Regions from separate parts of the Pan troglodytes genome. Here region 1 is linked to region 2. A link is a contact called in public capture Hi-C data. All regions are on one chromosome and are shown on one strand. Each heading gives the region's core, a stretch centred on a gene start, on an enhancer-like site or on the middle of the called end of the contact. The rest is flanking DNA. Distances are from core to core; before and after follow the strand shown. Region 1 overlaps PLD1 (phospholipase D1). Region 2 overlaps PLD1 (phospholipase D1).

What was found. Capture Hi-C pulls out chosen DNA fragments and counts their contacts.
Region 1: a contact with region 2 is called in a capture Hi-C map of stem cell-derived neural stem cells, with 4 times the contacts expected there. The contact joins two enhancer-like sites. A contact is called at or near these places in 4 of 7 Hi-C or Micro-C datasets (blood, induced pluripotent stem cells and stem cell-derived neural progenitor cells) and 1 of 1 other capture datasets (stem cell-derived neural stem cells).

What each region holds. Positions count from the first base shown.
Region 1 is chr2:174,916,248-174,922,298 of NHGRI_mPanTro3-v2.0_pri, forward strand. All of the region lies in intron 1 of PLD1 (phospholipase D1), which reads right to left. Among named protein-coding and RNA genes, the nearest start is that of PLD1, 37 kb to the right of the region's middle. Within about 2 kb of position 4,479, at least 6 of the 24 cell types and tissues checked have an H3K27ac peak or open chromatin away from gene starts, as enhancers often do. A contact at or near this core is called in stem cell-derived neural stem cells, where this site is marked.
Region 2 is chr2:174,792,444-174,798,338 of NHGRI_mPanTro3-v2.0_pri, forward strand. The region is part of intron 20 of PLD1 (phospholipase D1); the gene reads right to left. Among named protein-coding and RNA genes, the nearest start is that of PLD1, 160 kb to the right of the region's middle. Within about 2 kb of position 3,443, at least 1 of the 24 cell types and tissues checked has an H3K27ac peak or open chromatin away from gene starts, as enhancers often do. A contact at or near this core is called in stem cell-derived neural stem cells, where this site is marked.

The DNA.
Region 1 (6,051 bases), core at 3,229-5,728, 120 kb after region 2:
GACAAGCACGCACCAGTGTGGTGAGGGAGCACAACCCCAACTGGGGCCCAACACTCCACTACTTAATGTTTCAAAAAATAAAATCAACTGTGTATAAAATCATATTTATGCCTAGAAGGTCTAGTGCGACGACACAAAGAAAGCAATTATAAGAAAGGAACTAGGCTGGGCAAGGTGGCTCACGCCTGTAATCCCAGCACTTTGGGAGGACAAGGCAGGCAAATCGCTTGAGCCCTGGGGTTGGAGACCAGCCTGGGCAACATGGCAAAACCTGGTCTCTATAAAAAAAGTATAAAAAAAAAATTAGCTGGGTGCGGTGGCATGCACCTGTAATCCCAGCTATTCAGGAGGTTGAGGTGGGAGGATCGCTTGAGCCCAAGAGGTTGAGACTACAGTGAGCCATGATCATTCAACTGCACTCCAGCCTTGGCGACAGAGCAAAACCCTATCTCAAAAAAAAAAAAAAAAAAAGGGGGCGGGGGCAGGGCTGATATTTACTAACAAGACCTCTGGACTGCAAATCCAACACAGATACTAATATGTCATTTCCACTTGGCTTCCAATTGTATTTAATATGGTCAAAAAATGCATATATTATAAGGAGAAACATAACCCCCTAAACCTCTGCAGGATAAACGAACTCACATTATTTTCTAAAAGAACGCAGCAACCCAGTCTGTCCTATCATCACACCGTGAGCTCAGAAAGAAAATCTGACACACGCAGCAGAAAGTGCAAAACGTTATTTACTAACCTGGTGCCCCTGTGAAAGTAGTTGCTCCATATCACCTTAAAGAAAGAATCCTTACTATGAAACCAATCTCCAAGGCAGCTGATAGCCAAGAGGTGGCAAAATCGACTACCCTGAGAATCCAAATAAACGGGCAAAGCCTTCCTGTTCCCAAGCCCAGTTTTGGCTGACTCCCTCAAGGCAACTTAAGTCATAGCCAAGCCCACAAAGCACTTTAGCCTATAAGCTTTAGTAATGAACTTGAAACCACTCCCCATATGTTAAATAGACACCGGACTGCTGTGAGAAATAAAACCCACATACAGAATGAGCTACAGCTTCAGGCTGCACTTTTGTACTTGCTGCCCAAGAAAACCATAACACAAACTTAAACAAAGAGAACTCTCACTCCCTTCTCTCCCCTCAGACACTGCATTAAAGTGAATGATTAATTTTAAGCAAGGGGATACAGTCTGCCCTCCATTAGGGCCATGAAATGACTTTTATATTGTTCAAGTTGTGTGGCAGTTATGGAACAGATAGCACCGTAATTTCACATTGCATGAGAGGGACATATGAAGTTATCATTTCTGAGAATCAAATGTAGATAGTATTACTATTTTCAGATAACATTGAATAAGCTTAAAAACCTCATCAAATCCAACGATTAACATAAGTTCAATAGGAAATTTTGTCAAAGAACCTTCTAACTTCTGATTCTGACTTAGTGTCTATAAATCTTAAAAACATTCTTATAATTCAGTTTCACCACCTACATTTAGAATGGATGTATAAGCTAAGACACGTCTTTTAACATGGATCTTTAAGCTGCCTTTTAAAATGGAACTTAATACCACTCACTAAGATTTCAAAATAAGAAATTTATGTTTCACTCTAGAAAAATGTAGTCAATCAATTCCTTAAAGCAGTTAGATCTTAAAACAGAGCCAGTAATGTTCTAGCATATTGTTAGAACATCAGCTTTTTAACACAACGTGTTCACAGTATACTTATTTTCCCCTAGTTTTCAACTCCAAGAACAGTTTTAATTCTAATGGCTTGTTGCCATGATTTGTATTTTGTTTAAATGAGACTTATTTCAACACAATGACCAAGGTTTTTGAACTTTAATTATTGCTTCTCCTAAACCATAAGATTGGACCAAATATGCCAGGCAAAGCTTGATTCACCTGTTGCCAAACTGATTTACATGAATTACTGGTAAAATTCAAGTTACTCAAAACCTGTGAAATATAAGCCATTAGCTCAACAAATTCACCCATGAAAATCCTGGAGACTATTTTAGATCTAATGCACACCTTGCCCACCCCTCTACCCACTCCCAGGTCAGGGCTCAAGAGGATCTCATGGGGTCACTTTAGAATGAGGGGGCAAGACAATTTCTTTTCTCAGGGAGAAAAGAAAACGAGCCTCAAGACCTGTGGCTGATGACTTTAAAAGGAGCTAGTACCCCACCTGCTGGCAAAACCAAGCGAAGGCTGGATGAGCTGAACAAACCTCAGGGGAAATGTTATTACTTTGATGCTGGAAGAAAAACAGGGAAGGATCAGCTATGCGAGCACATTAATGTCACATTCAGTATGTCGTTAAATATTGTTAAATTTTTCCCCACAATAGTGATATATTTCTAGAGGATATAAAAATGCTCATGCAAAAAAAGTAGATTCAAAACCATCTATTTTACATGGATCTGGTTTGCAAACATATATGATGATTTGCATGCCCAAGGAAATACTCTGATAAATAATATTGATCTCTCCTCTGCAGAAAGAGCTTCAAAAAATACTCCTGGGAAACAAACACAATCTTTGAAATGGAAGAAATATGAATAAATCCCCAACTCAGCTAGATAAACTACTGGTGGGGCTGTGTCTCCATCAGTCTGTATGTCTGTATTCCCAGAATTTCTCTTATCTTTCAGTAAAAATGTATTTCCTTTTGCCACATATAAATTAATTCTTCTAAAATGAATATCTGATATTAACCTTAATGAAGATGAAGAAAAGTTAAGTGGTGGGCACCATATTACACTACATTCTTTAATAAAACCCCGCAGTAATAAGAGTATAGCAGGATATGACTTTTAAATGAGCCCAAGCTGTACTACTAAAACTAAAATGAGGCCAGGTGCAGTGGCTCATGTCTGTAAGCCCAGCACGTTGGGAAGCCGAGGCGGGTGGATCACGAGTCAGGAGCTCCAGATCAGCCTGACCAACATGGTGAAACCCCATCTAAACCCCGTCTCTACTAAAAATACAAAAATTAGCCGGGCGTGGAGGAGTGCACCTATAATCCCAGCTACTCAGGAGGCTGAGGCAGGAGAATCGCTTGAACCCGGGAGGCGGAGGTTGCAGTGAGCCGACTTCGTGCCATTGCACTCCAGCCTGAGCAACAGAGCGAGACTCCGTCTCAAAAAACAAAACAAAACAAACTAACTAACTAAAATGAATAAGGATAGCTATTATATAAGCTCTTCCGATGAGCCAAGCTTGGTTCTAAAGTGCTTTATAAGTACCATCTCATTTAAACATTACCACTCTATTATTATACCAGTTTTTTTGTTTTTTTGTTTTTTTTTTTTTTGAGATGGAGTCTCGCTCTTTCACCCAGGCCGGACTGCAGTGGCGCTGTCTCGGCTCACTGCAACCTCCGCCTCCCGGGTTCACACCATTCTTCTGCCTCAGACTCCCGAATAGCTGGGACTACAGGCGCCCGCCACCGCACCCAGCTAATTTTTTGTATTTTTAGTAGAGACGGGGTTTCACCGTGTTAGCCAGGATGGTCTCGATCTCCTGACCTCATGATCCGCCCGCCTCGGCCTCCCAAAGTGCTGGGATTACAGGCGTGAGCCACCGCGCCCGGCTATTATACCAGTTTTACAGATGATAAAACTGAGGCGTCCAAAGGCTAGTAAGTACACTGCCAAGATCACACAGTTAGAGACAGAGCTGGGATTAGAACCCAGGTCGGTGCTCCTAGCCATGTACTTTAAAAACTCTTTCCTCCTGAGTGCGTACCACTTAAACCCTGCCAGGCCCTGGTCAAATGCAAGGGCGGGGGAGACAGTGGATAAGGCCTGCACTGTGAACAGTCCTCATAAAGGCTTTCCAGAGAAGTGGCCACAGAACTGAGACCTGGAGGTGACATGGAAGGGAAAGGGTCCCCAGGGAGAGGGCACTCACTCAGTCTGCCAAGGCAAAGGGTAAATGGGGTGGGGGACATTGGAGGGACTGCCTGCAGGGACCTTAGTAAGGCTGAGGGACCAGCAGAAGAAAATGCTGTGAGGAAGGCAGAGTCCTCTTATGTCACATCATGGAGCAAAGAGGCATCACCAACTGATGCTAAACCGGGAAGTGTCCAGATATGCATGTTGAAAAGGTAAGTAGGAGGAATGAGGCCTTTTTGGGTGAGTAGGAATTTAGACATTCCAGGTAAAGGCAAGCACAGGCCAGTGCTGTAAGACATACAAGTTTACACTTTCATAAACTGTATCAAGGAGGCTTGTGCCGTAACCCCCGCAGCAGCATGCGCACTGGCTCCCTTGTCAAGCCAGCTCGGGGCTGGAGCCACGTGGTGGTTACTAATGCCATTCACAGAGTTAGGGACAAGGAGGAAGGGCAGGGTGGTGGGAGGAGGGTGGGGAGATGCTCAAGCCAAGGAGTTCACTGAGGGAGGCTGGGTTTGAGGTCCTCTGAGCCGTTCAGGGAGGATATCCAGCAGGCCCCAGGAGATGCAGGCCAGGTGCTCCAGTCCTTTGCCTAGACAGCAGAGGTGCACATTTAGGAGTCACTGACACTGAAGGAGCAGCTGCAGCTGGGGGACAGTGGGACACAGAGTTTGTCCCTGGAAAATGTACAGCATGAGAAGAAAGAGTGAAATTTAAGGCAAGGCTAAGGGTGTCAGACAGAATTCAGGCTGTTGATAAAAAATTTAATTTTTATTTTTACTAACTTCTAACTAAAATTATCATTTCCTTCTGTAACTTGTCATCAAAGATATTTTCTTTGACGTCAAAGATATTTTCTTAGACATCAAGGATTTTTCATATCACATTAGTTATTGTAATATCTCAAAGTATCATTTCCACTCATCACTATTTCAAAATTACAGTAGTTATTAGACCTGCCACTAGATACTGGTAAGTAATGCATTTTAATAAAGGACATGTATTACAATATGACATATTTACTTCTTTGCATATTGATAACTTTATGTCAGTATAATTGGTTTCCTTTGTAATCCTATGCATTTTAATTTTATGTGTTTAATTTTACAGAATAAATATCCTGTAGAGTGGTTCATTAGCTTAATTAGAATGTCAAAGAGGTCCCCATGGCACAAGTAAAAGTAAAGAACATCTGATTTAAAGGGGGAAAGAGCCCAGCACAGTGGCTCACGTCTGTGATCCCAGCACTTTGGGAGGCTGAGAGGGGCGGATCACCTGAGGTCAGGGGTTCAAGACCAGCCTGGCCGACATGGTGAAACCCCGTCTCTACTAAAAATACAAAAATTAGCCGGGCGTGGTGGCACACATCTGTAATCCCAGCTACTCAGGAGGCTGAGGCAGGACAATTGCTTGAACCCAGGAGGCAGAGGTTGCAGTGAGCAGAGACTATGCCACTGCACTCCAGCCTGGATGACAGAGAGACACTGTGTCTCAAAATAAGTAAATTTAAAAATTTAATTAATTAATTAAAATAAAAGGGGAAAGAAAAAGCCACAGGAAAACACTTAAAAATAGCTTTGCGAAAAGGGGGACCCTAATATGAGATGGAGCCAGCTTTCAAAGCTAGGATGCAAACTCAGGACTTCCGACTTTGTGTTCTTTCTACCACGTGACTCCACACCCTAAAATAATAAAAACAGTAACCCCTTCATTTGTGTAAACAAAGTGCTTTCACATGTATTAGCTTGTTAGTTCATCACATCGATTCAGAGTAGGAAAAGGCAGGAACCCAAACCTGCCTTGAACCTCAGCAGAAGCTGCCATCTAAGAAGACACTCCTTCCTGGGCCTCAGCACTGTGCCAGTGCTGCAGCGGACGGTGGTACCTGTCACCCCACTCTATGGAGCTGTAGTCATGGGCACAGAAGAGTAAGATGAAGAGCCCCTCCCTCATACCACACTAGCTAGAACCTGATCACAAGAGGTGGGCACAGTGGGTGCCCACCCAAATGATGAGTTGCACTTCTCTCCAGGCTTCTATTTACAGGTAAGGCTAAGAATTTGTTTCCTTGCTCAAAGCTCTTTTATTTAGTTCTGATTGGTGATCCAGAGTGAATTACAAGATTTGCAATATT
Region 2 (5,895 bases), core at 2,193-4,692:
TTCTTGCCTCGGCACTCATAGCACATGGCCAGGATGTCTGTTCTGCACTCTTTCTGCTTTACACGATAGTGATACACATATCTGCTCTCTAGGATATGTGATAAGCTCCTTTGAAACACAGGATGCCTGCCCACATATCTTTCTGGTTTTGGTAGTACCCAATCAAAGACCCTTGCACATGCTATGCACTCGGTATTATTTGCTTTAGGAGGATGGGATCAGGTTGGAAAAATGTTTCTGGGGAAGTTTCTGGTAGAGAAGAGGTTAAGCTGAACAGGAATTTTTTCCTTTAAATTAAATTACATTTTGTTTGTAAAGTGTATATAATATATTACATACATTTTTTCTTTAAATAAAATTATATTTTATGTCTTTAAATTAAATTACATTTTATTGTGGTAAAATACATGTAATATAAAATTTGCCATTTTACCCTTTTTTTTTTTTTTTGAGACAGAGTTTCGCTCTTGTTGCCCGGGCTGGAGTGCAATGGTGCGATCTCGGCTCACCGCAACCTCCGCCTCCCAGGTTCAAGCAATTCTCCTGCCTCAGCCTCTTGAGTAGCTGGGATTACAGGTGTGCACCACCACGCCCAGGTAATTTTGTACTTTTCGTAGAGACGGGGTTTCTCCATGTTGGTCAGGCTGGTCTCGAACTCCTGATCTCAGGTGATCCGCCTCGGCATCCCAAAGTGCTGGGCTTACAGGAGTGAGCCACCGCGCCCAGCCCCCATTTTTAAGTGTACAGTTCAGTGGCATCAATTACATACACAATGTTGTACAACTATCATAATGATCTATTCCCAAACCTTTTCAACATCCCAGACAGAAACTCGGTGACTATCCAGTCATAACTACCCTGTTTTTCCCTGCCTGCACGCCCTGGAAACCTCTAATCTGCTTTGTCTCTATGAATCTGCTGGTTCTGGATTTTGCATATAATTAGAATCATGCAATACTTGTCCTTTATGTCTGACTTGTTTCGCTTAGCATAACATCTTCAAGGTTCACCCATGTTGTAGCATGCGTCAGAATTCCCTCCTTTTTAAGACTGAATAATATTCCGTGGTAGGTACATATCACATTCATCTGTTAATGGACACTTATGTTGTTTCCACCTTTTGGCTATTGTGAATAATACTGCTATAATACTAGCATACAGTATCTGTGAGTCCCTGTTTTCAGTTCTTTGGGGTTTATATTCAGGAATGGAACTGCTGGGTCATGTGGTCATTCTATGTTTAGCATTTTGAGGAACTACCAAACAGGTTACTTTCAAATGAGTAACATATGCTCATAGTACAAAATGTAAGAGGTAGATGATTATACAGTGAAAAAAATTCTCTCTCACTCCTTCATCCTGAGGGCAACTCCTGTTAACAGTTTCCTCCGTGTTCTTTTAGAAATAGTGTAAGAATTTATAAGAATATACGTATTTTTTCCTTCTACACAAATATTAGAATACTATAAACACTTTAAACACTTTTCTGAACATGATTTTTATCATTTAACAGGGTATCTTGGAAATCCTTCCACATAAGAACATAGTTACTTTTTTTTTTTTTTGAGACCCAGTCTCGCTCTGTCGCCTAGGCTGGAGTGCCGTGGTGCGATCTCGGCTCACTGCAAGCTCCACCTCCCAGATTCATGCCATTCTCCTGCCTCAGCTTCCCGAGTAGCTGGCGCTACAATCGTCTGCCACCACGCCCGGCTAATTTTTTGTATTTTTAGCAGAGACGGGGTTTCACCGTGTTAGCCAGGATGGTCTCGATCTCCTGACCTCGTGATCCACCCGCCTCGGCCTCCCAAAGTGCTGGTATTACAGGCGTGAGCCACCGCACCTGGCCAGAACATAGTTACTTTTTAAGAACAGGGAGGTAATATTCTACCATGCATCTGTACTTTAATATTTAAACCAGTTCTTTACTGATAGGCATTTAAATTGCTTCTAATTTTTTTTCTATTTCGAAGTAACTATTTTGATATTTACGCTGACTAACAAAAGTAATTTTTCACATTTGTTGGAAAAATCTTACAAGTGGTATTGCTGGTCTTTGACACAAATGTTTGTGATGATGTTTGTAAGAGACAGTTCTATTTTATCTTTTTTTTAAGCAAAAATGATTTTATAAGGGAGATCTCATATGTACGATATTGAGAAATGTCCTATAAAAATATTATAAAACATTCTTGCAAATTTTAGTTTGTAGGAATCAGAATATTCACATTTTCTTGTTTTTAGGACTCTCTTAGCTCCATAACAAGCCCTTTGCTATTTTACAATATGGTAGCTCATAAATTTCCTGAATGATGAAAATTTTAAACTGCGTTCAGCAAACTAGTGGAAACTATTTAGATTTTCACTGCTGTAGAAAAAAGGGCTCTGGAATTTCAAACGCAAAATTGTGGTTGAATGTAAGCCAAAGCACAGAAGATTCCATGGGACACTGTGTCCAATCTGCCTCCTTGATCCAGTCCACAGAGGACAAGAGTTCCAGCTGCTGAGGAATCCAACGTCCTTCGGAAATACTGAATCCTCACAACATGGGGGTTGTGGAAATGATAGCAATCAGCTTAGGGTAAGAATCTGAGCCCCTAGTGTATAAAATATTTATGATCTTAAAAGCAATCTTGCTTTTGGGGCTAGTGGGCACTAAGCCCCGGATAACTACCCATCATGCCAGCAATCACTTCATCCACATTAGTTCAAAGCAATTTCTACCAAACAGCATTCTCAGGCTTCTTGTTAAAAGTTTTTCTTCAAAATTCACTAACTCTTATGGCAGTGCTACGTATAATAGCTAAAAATTGGAAATAAATGTCCAATAATAAAGGAATGGTTAACTAAATTATGTTGAGCCAGTCAATGGAATGATCACCTTGTAGCCACTAAAAATGACCGCTATGAAGGCTCAGTAGCACAATACTTCTGGTACTGTGTTAAAATGGCCCCAATGCAATGTTATAAGAGAATAAAAATGTGGCAGGCCAATGCTATAAAACATTAAATCAGTTTTCCCTTTAAATGTGTTAACTTCCCCCACTCTGTGACCGGAGAAACGAAGCAGGCATTGCTCCTGGGGTGGCACTCTCACAAGGGAAGCAGGACACAAAAACATCAACTTCTTTTAGATTTGGGGAACTGGAGAGAGATTCTCTAAGCTGAGGCAGGAGTGTAGAGAAATAAGAGCAAGACTCAGGGCAAGGAATCAGTCCTTTGGCCTCAAGCTGAGTTCGGGGGAAAACAGGATAGACCCCACTCTCTTTTCAATGTGAGGATATGAGAGCCAGGAGGATCTGTGCCTTGCTTTCAGGTGAACTCCAGAGAAATGTGGAGCGTGTCGTTCAGCAGCTATGCGATGTGGCAGGAGCAGAGGAGAAGTGGTAGAGAGGCAGGCCTGAAAGGTGAAGGCTGACGTCCCCAAGCTACGTTAAGCAGATGCCAGAACAGGCCGGAGGGAGATCAACACCAGTGTCTGGAAGCCCCTTTCCAAAGATCCAGGGCCCCATAGCATTAAGATCAAGGACGGGATGTGGAGGGAGAGGAGGCAGGAGTAGAACCCTGATGCTGAATATAGAAGGGAAATAATGAGAAATCACTGAATTTGGCCACATTTATCAGGAAGTGCCAAAACTAAAACTAAAACCCCTCCTATTGTGTGGAAATGCGCTTGAGCTAGAAATTCAGATGAACTCTAGGAAAAGAAAATAAATTACAATTCAACAGAAAATAGTAGTGTGTGTGTATTAGCCAGGCGTGGTGGCGGGCGCCTGTAGTCCCAGCTACTCGGGAGGCTGAGGCAGGAGAATGGCGTGAACCTGGGAGGCGGAGCTTGGCAGTGAGCCAAAATCGCGGCACTGCACTCCAGCAGCCCGGGCGACAGAGCGAGAATCCGTCTCAAAAAAAAAAAAAAAAAAAAAAAAAATTAATTTTAAAATTTTTGTGATTGCTATAAAGCTGTTTGTACCTTTAAAAGCAGAGTACGAATGTACCATGTAGATGGGTCACAGCAGTGATGTACCTCTACTTTCCATTTCTTGTTTTTCTCTGCTGCATAAGCCCCTCCTCCTTCACCCACAGTCCCTCCTCAGCATGAAGGACAGTTAGGAGAAGCTTGATCTGCTCACAACTGGGTCTCAGGGTCTGGCAAGAAGGCCCCGAGGAAGCTTGATATGCTTCGCTAGTGACAAGACACTTTATTTTTTTGAGAATTTGAGATTTATAGTTTGTATTTCATTACTGTAAACTTCAAGAGCTGCTATAAATCGTCTCATTGTTGTAGATTTTGCAGCAGTGAATACTGTCAGAAATAAGAAGAATTGTGGTTAGGGCTTAGGGTGTGTGTGTGTGTGTGTGTGTGTAAAGAGAATTTTATACTATGGTGGTATCAATTATGTTGGAATTGGATCTGTAGCTTCTTGGTCGTTTGGGACATAACCCCTTTTATTTTGTGCTTGGCAAATCCTTTAAAAGGAGAAGATCCTTCTGGGCTTCAGTTTCCTCATCTGCACATGAAAGAACTGGCTAAAATCATGACTAGTCCACTAGAAATGCTGGCCCTATTTAGCACTGACTTTACCTATCCTCTATGTGACTTCATAGATTATGAACTATTATATATTGTGCACAAACACACATCATTTTTCTCATTGGTTATCTTTTGAAAACGGCAAGCTTTCAAACATAAGAATGCTGAGGGATTCCCCAGCATGTTTGACTTAGACTTCACCCTGGGCTTGATAGTCTTTGGCAAGCCTAGCCCTGAGTGGCCCCCAAATGAGGTTATATAGAACCTTATACTAAACTGTTCCCACTATGGCCCAGACCGTTTTCATTGTCATTTTTAAGTCTCCTTCTTCCTTCCTCTCTTTTCCAGGGCACATGCTCAGGCTCAAAATGATTGCTGGCCCCTGCCCTGTGCTAATCTTTACATTTCTCTATCTGCTGAGGTTACCATTTTATACAATTTTTAGAATAGAATAAAAGCATTTACATGATCTAAATCAAAAGGTCTCCTGCCACAATCTGTTGTCATCTGTGTCCCAAGGTAACCTCTTCTCCAGAAATCGTACAGAGCTTGGGAGTTATCCCACAAGAAAAAATGTGAAACCAATGATTGGCATACTTAAATAAAATGTGTTTTGGCCAGGCGCGGTGGCTCATGCATGTAATCCCAGCACTTTGGCAGGCCAAGGCTGGCGGACCACGAGGTCAGCAGATCGAGACCATCCTGGATAACACAGTGAAACCCCGTCTCTACTAAAAATACAAAAAAATAGCCAGGCGTGGTGGCAGGCACCTGTAGTCCCAGCTACTCGGGAGGCTGAGGCAGGAGAATGGCGTGAACCCAGGAGGTGGAGTTTGCAGTGAGCCAAGATCGCGCCACTGCACTCCAGCCTCGGCAACAGAGTGAGACTCCTCAAAAAAAAAAAAAAAAAGGTACTGCAGTTGAATTTTCTTTAAGACAAGGCTTCTGAAACAAGCCCAACATGTCTTTTCAGTTTGGTACAAAATTATAGGATATGGTAATTATGGACATAGATTTTTCTTTAAACCCAAGAACTTTTAATCTATCAAACATCGCTTTTAAAAAATAAAACATTCATCTGATTTTTTTTTTCTTTTTGTGACAGGGTCTTGCTCTGTTACCCAGGCTGGAGTGCAGTGGTGCAATCATGGCGCACTGCAGCCTTCACCTCCCAGGCTAAGTGATCCTCCCACCTCAGCTTCCCGGATGGCTGGGACCACAGGCATGTACCAGCACACTCAGCTATTTTTTTTTTTTTTTTTTTTTTTTTTTTTTTGTAGAGACTAGGTCTCACTATGTTGCACAGACTGGTTTTGAACTCCTGAACTCAAGTGATCTTCCTGCCTCGGCCTCCCAAAGTGCTAGAA